Regions from separate parts of the Capra hircus genome. Here region 1 is linked to region 2. Evidence: chromatin contacts called from public Hi-C data. All regions are on one chromosome and are shown on one strand. The core of a region is the stretch at or near the end of the contact, and the rest is flanking DNA. Distances in the headings are between cores, read along the strand shown. Region 1 holds the start of TEC (tyrosine-protein kinase Tec). Region 2 overlaps TEC (tyrosine-protein kinase Tec).

The links. Hi-C and Micro-C count contacts between places; a contact is called where the count stands out from the background.
Region 1: a Hi-C map of blood shows a contact between it and region 2, with 2.0 times the contacts expected there. The contact joins the promoter of TEC here to the enhancer-like site in region 2. A contact is called at or near these places in 3 of 5 Hi-C or Micro-C datasets (all in blood).

The regions. Positions count from the first base shown.
Region 1 is chr6:67,526,263-67,531,225 of ARS1.2, forward strand. TEC (tyrosine-protein kinase Tec) reads right to left here and starts at 1,303. Exons shown (of 18, transcript XM_018049428.1): 1 at 1,228-1,303.
Region 2 is chr6:67,391,705-67,397,252 of ARS1.2, forward strand. It overlaps TEC (tyrosine-protein kinase Tec), which reads right to left. Exons shown (of 18, transcript XM_018049428.1): 9 at 2,703-2,757. Among named protein-coding and RNA genes, the nearest start is that of TXK, 24 kb to the left of the region's middle. Within about 2 kb of position 2,342, at least 1 of the 5 cell types and tissues checked has an H3K27ac peak or open chromatin away from gene starts, as enhancers often do.

The DNA.
Region 1 (4,963 bases), core at 53-2,552, 130 kb after region 2:
AAATGCAGTAAGCACCTAGAACTGACAAAAGAATATACTGATCAGATTAACTGGAGTATTGGGAAAGTATGGTTTTTCCCTAAACAATGAAAATGTACCTAAACAAACAAACAAAAAAATTCAAATACTTAAGGAGACTGTTATACACATTTTCTATTCTCCATGTAAATCATGACACTCCATGCAATTCTCAACAACTAACCTACCAGTATCACAAACCCACCTGTTAAATCCTAAACTTACTTGGGAAACCTACTGGTTTGTTGGAGTGTTTCCTCCTTTCTAGCTCTTTAGGGAAGAATTATCTAGGAAAAAAAAAGTGAATTCTCAGAATTTCCTAAGAGGAAAAAAATGGGCATTCACTGGAAAAACACAGGGTATATGCTCAGAACACTTAACTATTCTGGATAAGCTTCAAACCCACTTAGCCACCAGTCATCCTGTTGTTCTAACTTAACACTGAGACCTACCCTTCTAATCAAGTCTTCCAGTTTCCAAAGAATGGCAACAGATGAGACTGTTTCCGAATCTGATACACAGCAACTTGTTCTTCTTCCATGGAGGAAAAAAAAACAAAATCAAACCAAAAGGAAATTTAGGATCCGAAGGAAAGCGCACACCCCGGAGTCAAGGCCCTAGTTTTCCCAACAGATGTATGCACCGACTCCCTATCAAGATTCAAACACAGTTTCCCAGATTTAAAAATGTAAGGCTGAAAAAAAAAAAAATGTAAGGCTGGTGGGGACAGGCACTCAGACACATGCAACCGTGGAAAGCCTGTCGATTCTGCCAACTCTCGCATCAAGACTTGGCTGCTGCCCAAGCAGAGAGGAGGAATGAAGTCCGCGGCGCGGCTGGGAAGTGAACCCAACGCTGAATTTGGGGCAGGGCGGCCTCTGTCCCGAGACTCAAGGAGAAGGGCGGGCGCTCCTCGGGAGAAGCCAGCGCCGGAGCCCGGGGGACGGAGAGGCTGCGGCCGCCGGAAGGCGCGGCTACGCCGGGACGCGCACCTGTCCCTCCGTAGCCCGCAGGGGACGGGGTTCCTCACCTGGGGAGGCGCGCTCGGGCTCACGGCCGCGCGGGGTAGAGAAAATCCTTCCTGGTTCCACGACAGTCAGCCTCTGGGCTGCTGGAACCCTGCTCTCGCCGCAAACATCCCCACCCACCCTTCCCCGCCCCGAGTGGCGCAGGCCCGGGGCCGCCCTCGCCTGCCCGCAGCGCCCTTACCTGGCTGGAGCGCACCGGCTTCGCGGAGCCCGGGACACTGAAGTCCGCCCGAGCCTCGGAGTCCTGTGCCTGGAGCCCCGCCCCTCCTCGGCTCTCCCCGCCCCGGCCGGCCCGGCGACCGCCCGGCCCGCGAGGGCTCCGCCTCCAGCTGCCGGAGGCCGGCGGCGACCTGTTCCCACCGCTCTGCTGCGGTGCTGAGACTGAAGGTGGGAGTGGGTCGCTTACGCGTTCCGACTCCCGGGACCCAGCGGAAGTTTCGGGGAAGTCGCGGGAACGTCCCTGGTGTTTCCTGGACGCAAGAACCTCCTCCTTCCTGCCCCCCTCAACCGCCCCGCGAGGACACGGACACCCCTGGCCCGGGAGAGCCCCGAGCAGTGCCACCTGTGGGTGACCCGGGACTCGATCGGAACTAGGGCCCGCACCTCCCCTTCCGCTAAATGGTGGCGAGCCAGGTGGTAACGCAGTGAGGTGGAGCGAAGCAGCCAGTTTTACCAAAAGAATAAGTCTTTTCTGTTCAACCTGAAGCAGCAGAGCGCATCTGATACACTTACAGGTCACGTGGGGTGTGTGTGTGTGTGTGTGTGTGTGTGACCCCATGGAACTATCCCAACAGGTCACGTGGTCGGGGTGTGTGTGTGTGTGTGTGTGGGTGTGGGTGTGTGGGTGTGTGTGTCCCCATGGAACTATCACAACAGGTCACGTGGTCGGGGGGTGTGTGTGTGTGTGTGTGTGTGTGTGTGTGTGTGTGTGTTTTACCAAAAGAATAAGTCTTTTTCTGTCCAACCTGAAGCAGCAGAGCGCATCTGATACACTTACAGGTCATGTGGTGTTTGTGTGTGTGTGACCCCATGGGACTATCACAACAGGTCATGTGGTCGGGGGGGTGTGTGTGTGTGTGTTCTCGCTCAGTGGCTCAGCCCTTTCTGACTCTCTGCAACTCCATAAAAGTCCACCATTTTATGTAGGGTGAAAGGCACAGAGAATTTAAAGAACGTACCTAATGTCACCCAACAACAAATTGAAAGGCTGGAATTCAAATCCCTGTAGTCTGCCTCCTGATTTTGAACGCTAAACCACAGCTCTCCTGGCTCACCAAATTTGAGTGTCCACCATGTCTCATGAGGAGAAGGAAATGGCAACCCACTCCAGTATTCTTGCCTGGAGAATCCCGTGGACAGAGGAGCCTGGCGGGCTATATAGTCTGTGGGGTTGCAAAAAGTCAGACACGACTGAGCAACTAAGCAGGGCACAGCACATGTCTCATGAGCTGTTAGAGCCCAGAGAAATACAAGGACTCTGCCCTCCAGAAGCTTTTAGTATAATGGGGCGAAAGGGACAGTCAGTCATCAATAAGCAAGTGAAAAATGAAGCCATTGCACGTGCAAGAAGCCTCCTGACTAAAATACAGTAGGGTGATGGAATTGAGAGTGTGGGGAGGGGAAGACCACAGATCTAGTTGTTCCCGAGGCTTCTCAAAGGAGGTGACAGTGGAGCTGGGAGCTGATCAGCCAGGTAGTCAGCCTGAAGATGAAGCAAAGGGAAAGTCACATTCATTAATCCTCATTCTACCTCGTGCTTGTTGGAGACCTAAAAGCATGCCTTCCTATACATTATCTCTCTTTTGCTCATACAATAACCCTGAGAAGTCTGATAAGATTCCATTTTACAGAAAAAAAAATGTGATGATTAATGATTTGCCTTAGAGGAAGGGGCGATGGGAAGAGAGCACAGATTTGAACCAAGGCTTTCTGATTCCAAAACCTCTTTCACTCAGGTGAGGGCCTTGAGTATGATGTCTCAGAATGAATCTAGTAAAATTTCTCTTTGGTGATCTTGCCTCTTCGCAGCCCCAGTCTCTTCTCTGCTGCCTGTTGACTGGTTAAAGAATTTCCCCCAGGGAAGGTGTTCTTTGAGGGAGCAGAGGTCAGGAACCTTCTGAAAGTATGCAAAATGTATACTTTTGTGTGTGCACAAATTATAATTATGTAATTATGGTAATAAAGTTGGCTTTCTCCCAAGAAAAGATGCTCACATATATATGTATAAGGGAGAGAACTTAGAATTTTCATCAAATTGCTCCCAAAAAAGGTAAAAGTTACTGTCTTAAGAGTTTAACAGATACTTGTGGTGATTAAAAGAACTGATTTTCAGCTCTCTTTCCCTGGAGGGAGGCAAGTCTGGTGATTCCTGTGTTTGACTTGGTGGAAATGAGGCTCTTAAAGTTTGTTAAGTTTGATGGAAAGGGAAGCAAATCCCGATCCTCACATAACACCTTCATAAATCACTTCTCTTCTTAGAAGAGAAGGTCTGTATTGTCACTCTCTGATCTCAAGAAAACCATAGACTGATCTGTAAACAAAACATCTAGGTAAATGTAACTCTATTGGTAATAATTAGTTTCCATAACATTATACCATTTCCTGAAGAAAGCATTGTTTATACTACCAGTCAACAAGCATAAGTAGGTGATTAACACATGTATATCATCTCCAAAGCCAGTAGAGAGTACTGGCATTGGTTTTCAGCAGTGTTTTTAGAGATAGTGTCAGAAAGAGAGCTTCAGCTACATTAATGAAAAGGTGTAAAACTGAATTCAGGATGTGGTAGACTTACAAAAAAATTTAACCTGTACTATTTCTTATGTGGAATGAGCAGTAGCTTTAATAGAAAACAGCATACATATTATGTATGACTGAATCCCTTCACTGCACACCTGAAACTATCACAACATTGGTTGTTAATCAGCTATACACCAATGCAAAAATTTTTTTTTAATGTAAAGAAAGATCTAGCTGCAGTTTATGTCAGTGTTCTGCCTATGTTTTCCTCTAACAGTGCTATAATATCCAGCCTTAGATTTAGGTTTATAATCCATTTTCAGTTTCTCTTTGTGTATGGTGTTAGGGAGTGTTCTAATTTCATTCTTTTATTAGTATACATAACTCTGAAATGGCATATATGGAAAAAGAATCTAAAAGAGAGTGGATATATATATATATGTATAACTGATTCATTTTGCTGTGTACCTGAAACTAACGCAACATTGTAAATCAACTATACTCCAATAAAAAAAATTTTTTAAGAAAAGAAAATAGTATACAAGGTTAGGCTTATGTAACTCAAACTTTTAGGTTGGGACTCTTCCAAAGAAGGAATCTGATGATGGATCTGAAATCTGAAATCTGAAATCTGACAAGATTTCTTCCTCTTCCTCCAAGGAGAAGATGCAAACATTCTTACTGCCCTATTTATTTTAATAAAGTTGAAATACAGAAGGGGGGAAAAAGGCGATCTATGACTTCTTTGAGAGAGGGACTCCCTTCTTACCATATATCCACATGGCTTCATAAAATTCATATATTTAGCTGAGAAATATCAGGTTGATGTAATCTTAGTTCCTTGAGAAAAGAAAATGCCTCTTTTTAACTTACAGATAGATTCCACATAATGCCTGAGAAGACATGCAGAATCAACAAGGAAAGTTTGTAAATAAACTGGTGTTTAGCATTTGGAGCTTCTCCCACTCTTTTTTGTACATCTCTGGCCCCCTTTTGTAACTTTCTTCCTAACCATTGTCCACGCCCATCCAAGGTGAATAGTAAGTGTTTGTGGAATAAATGAATGATAACAACAATGATGCTAATAATGTAGACCTTATCAGTCTTGTATAGAGTCTGTTCCTACATGAACATCACTTCATTGTGGTGATATGATATGTCTGCCTCTCTTCCCATCA
Region 2 (5,548 bases), core at 1,092-3,591:
GATTTAGACCCTAAGCCTTCTAGGTACCCACTGCCCTACAGCGGCCTTTCACTGTGGAGCCACCCACAGAATGGGAAGAGAGGTGACATGTCATATGAATCAAGCATCAGTCGAGTTCAGTTCAGGCACTCAGGTGTGTCTGACTCTTTGCAACTGCATAGACGGCAGCATGCCAGAATTCCCTGTCCATCACCAACTCCCAGAGCTTGCTCAAACTCATGTCAATAGAGTCAGAAATGCCATCCAACCATCCCATCCTCTGTTGTCCCTTTCTCCTCCTGACTTCGATCTTTCCCAGCATCAGGATCTTTTCCAATGAGTCAGTTCTTTGCATCAAGTGGCCAAAGTATTAGAGTTTCAGCTTCAGCATCAGTCCTTCCAATGAATATTCAGGACTGATTTCCTTTAGGATCTCCTTGCAAACCAAGGGACTCTCGAGTCTTCTCCAACACCACAGTTCAAAAGCATCAATTCTTCGGTGCTCAGCTTTCTTTAGAGTCCAACTCTCATAGCCATGCATGACTAATAAAAAACCATAGTTTTGACTAGACGGATCTTTGTCGGCAAAGTAATGTCTCTGCTTTTTAATATGCTATCTAGGTTGGTCATAGCTTTTCTTCCAAGGAGCCTTTTAATTTCATGCGTGCAGTCACCATCTGCAGTGATTTGGAGCCCAAGAAAATAAAGTCTGTCACTGTTTCCATTGTTTCTCCATCTATTTACCATGAAGTGATGGGACCAGATGCCATGATCTTAGTATTCTGAATGTGGGACTTTAAGCCAACTTCTTCCCTCTCCTCTTTCACTTTCATCAAAAGGCTCTTTAGTTCCTCTTTGCTATCTGCCATAAGGGTGGCATCATCTGCGTATATGAGGTTATTGATATTTCTCCCAGCAATCTTGATTTCAGCTTGTCCTTCAACCAGTCTGCATGATGTACTCTGCATATAAGTTAAACAAGCAAGGTGACAATATACAGCTTTGACATACTCCTTTCCCAATTTGGAACCAGTCTGTTGTTCCATGTCTGGTTCTAACTGTTGCTTTTTGACCTGCATACAGATTTCTCAAGAGGCAGGTAAAGTGGTCTGGTATTCCCATCTCTTAAAGAATGTTCCAGTTTTTTGTGATCCACACTGTCAAAGGCTTTGGCGTAGTCAATAAAGCAGAAGTAGGTGTTTTTTTGGAACTCTCTGCTTTTTCGATGATCCAATGGATGTTGGCAATTTGATCTCTGAATCAAGCATGATCACCTGCTATTGCTCTCTTCCAGTATGGGCTTTCCAGGTGGCACTGGTGGCAAAGAACCTGCCTGCCAATGCAGGAGATGTAAAAGACATGGGTTCAATCCCTGGGTCCGGAGGATCCCCTGGAGGAGGAAATGGCAACCCACTCCAGTGTTCTTGCCTGGAGAATCCCATGGACAGAGGAGCCTGGCAGGCTACAGTTCATAGGGTCACAAAGAGTCAGACACAACTGAAGCAACTTAGCATGCATGCATGTACTGCTCTCTCAACATAAACTACAAGAAATAAGCAATAAGCACCCAACCCAACCAAACCTCAACTAGGGATATTAAGCAGGAGATAAAATGAGAAAGCACAGGTTTAAAAGAACTATTACTAAATAGAATAACTAGGTCATAAATTCAGAGAACTGTAGAGGCCATCTTTTAATACAACATCTCTGCCTTACAGATGTAAAAAACAGACTAGAAAAGTCACAGCTAGACTTGGATGGGTCTCCTTATTCAGTCCACTTAGCTTCCTCTAGACTAGATTTCATCTTGCCACTGTAATTCTTTCTAAAGTGCAAGAATTTTAGCACATTTCTAACGGCAACTAAATACTGTGTTAACACTTAATTTATAAAAGATAGCATGTAAGACTGATGTTAAAACGGTTTTAAAACAACTTGAGGCAAAGAAGAAAAATACATATAAGTACTAACATTAAGGTAGCAAATGATAAATCAGTAAGAAACAGTGAAGAAAATGTTGGCCATGTATAGCTATTATCCACTGTTATAAATCTGTTGACAGGAGTTTGAGCAAACTCCTGGAGATAGTGAAGGACAGGGAAGCCTGGCCTGCTGCAGTCCATGGGGTAGCAAAAAGTCAGACACGACTGGGCGACTGAACAATAGTGAGTTTTTTCCCCCCTTGAAAAACACACACTGGAGTTCTGATCCCTGGTACTTCAGAATGTGACCTTCTGTGGAGATTTACAGAGGCAATCAAGAGAAAATGAGACCATGGGGCGGGGAGCCCTATTTCTATGTGGCTGGAGTCCTTATAAAGGGGAAATCTGGATGTAGAGCCAGATATACACAGAGGGAAGAACCACAGGGAGAAAGGGAGAGAGGCCTCATTCAGATCCCTCCCTCACAGCCCCCGAGAGGAGCCCCGCCTACTGACAGCTGGATTTCAGGTTTCTAACCTTCGGATCCGGATCCGTGAAACAACAAACTCCTGCTTGTGGTACTTTAGCACAGCACTCAGTGTGTGGTACTTTGTCTACAGTAGCCCCAGGAAACAAATATAGCAGCCTTCACTTTTAAATGACTTAAAAAAAAATTTTGTACTTACATCATGGTATTTTTTTAGGCTTTGGTCACAGAGGTAGGTGGAATTACTAATCAGGAATTCATTTCAATTGATTCTGTGCTGGAACCAAACCCACAAAACAAGTACAAACACTTACCTCACTTCTAAGGAGTTGCTCGGCTTTGCTCCTATTCATATTTCTGCAATACCATCTGAACAGAAAAAGATATGTTTAAGACCTGAGGTATTTTAATTGTTCTCTTTTTTTTTTTAGAATTAGCAAGGCAATACTGCTCACCATTGACAAACAATAAATAAGAACAAGATATCATGCATATTCTCTATAAAACAGAAAACCACGAGTAACATTTGGATGTACATACTTGTGGACTTTTTCTACCCATATGTTTATAAAGACCCATATGTATGCTAACATTCTCATTTTCATTATTAAAGTGAGATCAAACTATACTTGCTGTATCAGAACCTGGATTTTTTCACTTAACAGTGTATCACACACATCTTTGCAAAGCAATATAGTTCACATTCTGGATGTGCCATAATTTATTTAAGCTCTTCTTTATTAGTTAACATAAAAATCATTTCTAATTTTTCACTATTATAATAACAGCAAGAATGAATTTTACCCCACAGACTCAAATATGCAGGAAATGTCACTACAATATTGTCTTTAATTCAAATTAAATCTAACCCCAAGCCTCCATCCCACCAACAGGCAGTAGATTTCATCTCAACTCATCATGAAGACTCCCCTAGTGAACTTCACAAAGGTCCCAAGTGTTGAAAGAAACGGAGCAAAACAGAAGAGGAGGCCTCCTGGGTCTTCCAGACGTACTGCTTCTACCACAGTCCTAACCCCTGGTAGCCTCCTCAGGTAGCCTCCTCAGAATTCCTGTAGGAATTCTGCCACAGCCAAGCAGTGGCGCCTGCCCTCCCTGCTCTGTGCTAAGCCCCTGCATATCAGCGCCCCTTTTAACCCTTAGGAAATTTTTCCTAAGGAAAGATGGATACTGCCATCTCCCACTTCATACTCAGAAGTATACCCCTTTCCTTGCTTTCTGCAGCTCAATCTCTCCATGGGACTATGAGCAAGTTGGCCAAAGAAGATCAACTCAAATTGTCTGGTTTATTTATTTTTTTGGCCGTGTGACATGTGGAATCTTAATTCCCGACCAGGAATCCATGCCCACACCTCCCACCGCCCCCACACCCCTCCCCGTGTAGGAAGCATGGAACCTTAACCACTGAACTGCTAGATAAGTCCCTCAAATTGTCAGCTCTACACTTGAGTTTTTGTTCTCCGTTGTTTTGTTTTAGATGGCCTTTTGTGGGCAGAACCCTCCACCAGTCATATTTCCTGAGGGTTCCAATATTACAAAACTTAGCTTGGCCCCTCTAAACACATGAAATTTTTTATCACTGTTTCAGGCTTTTATAAGAGGATGAGCACCTGCTTTTGGCCCAGCAAACACCACGAGACTGGCCAATACAAAGGCCTTTCCTGACTGAGGAAGAGAAAAATACAAAGAAAAAAAATATAAGATCTTTTTTTGTCAAGATTCTTTTAAGCAGTTGTAGCAGCCAAACACAAATTCTAATCTCAATACAAGCCGGTAACTTATTTTATTTGGAGCCTGAAATGATTAACCAGGCCTCAGAATTGTGGGTATTAAGATCTCATTTCTGTGGACCCCACTTTATGAACTGGGACCACATTCAACAAAGCTATAGTTCTGATCAATTTCTGAAAGCAATTGAAAAATGAAATAAAGGAGGAGGGGACTTCCCCATCTGTCCACTGGTTGAGACTTCACCTCTCAATGCAGGAGGTGTGGGTTTGATCCTTGATTGGGGAGCTAAGATCCTACGTGCCTTGCAACCAAAAAAAAAAAAAAAAAAAGAAACATAAAACAGAAACAACATTGTTAACGAATTTACTAAAGACTTTTAAAATGGTTTACATTAAAAAAAAAAAAAAAGGAGAACAGATTGGATTCTGCCTGTCCCTAAAGCTTTCTCATTGATAGAGAAAATATCTATCTTCTTAAAAACAGTCTTAAGAACAGTAACTGGAGCTCTCATTATGCATTATAAACCAGCAGGATCTGAAAGACTGAAAAATATTCTCTTAACTAATTGGAGAAGGCAATGGCCACCTACTCCAGTACTCTTGTCTGGCAAATCCCATGGATGGAGGAGCCTGGTGGGCTCCAGTCCATGGGGTCACTAAGAGTCGGACACAATTGAGCGACTTCACTTTTACTTTTCACTTTCATGCATTGGAGAAGGAAATGGCAACCCACTCCAGTGTTCTTGCCTGGAGAATCCCAGGGATAGGCGAGCCTGGTGTGCTGCCATCTGGGGTCGCACAGAGTCGGGACACAACTGAAGCGACTTCGCAGCAGCAGCAGCAGCAACTAATGAGAAGATCCAAGCCCATATTCTCACAGCAAGAGTAAACAATGGAGGTTTAGTCTCACATTCACATGCAAGTAGTCAGTAAAACTAGACTGTGGCTTTCAAGAGAAATTAGATGTAAGAAACTCAGAGGGAAAAAAAAGAGGTCCTTTCCTCACTTAGTATATTCAAGCTCCTAGGAAGGGATAAAGAAAATAAGGAAAGAAAAGGAATTCACAGCACAAATCCTGTTCTAAGCAGTCATTTTTATGGCATTTGCAGGTTCTCCAGAAAGGATGCTCTCTTTCCCTAGAATAGAAACTCTAAATAGACACTGAAGTGTATGTTGAAGGAAGGAAAACAGGAAGCAGTGATGAGCAAATCAAAAGATGAATCAACTTGTGGCTCTTGGTGAGTATTTCCTAACGGTTCTTTGTGGCTTCTTTGTCTCTTCTATGATAGCTGTCACCGGGCAAGGAGGGAGAGACAAGAGGGAAAGGATAGAGGGAAAGGATGCTGAACGCATCCTATGGGAAAGAACGATGCACAGGGTGGGAATGTGAGGAAGCACACATGGTGAGGAGG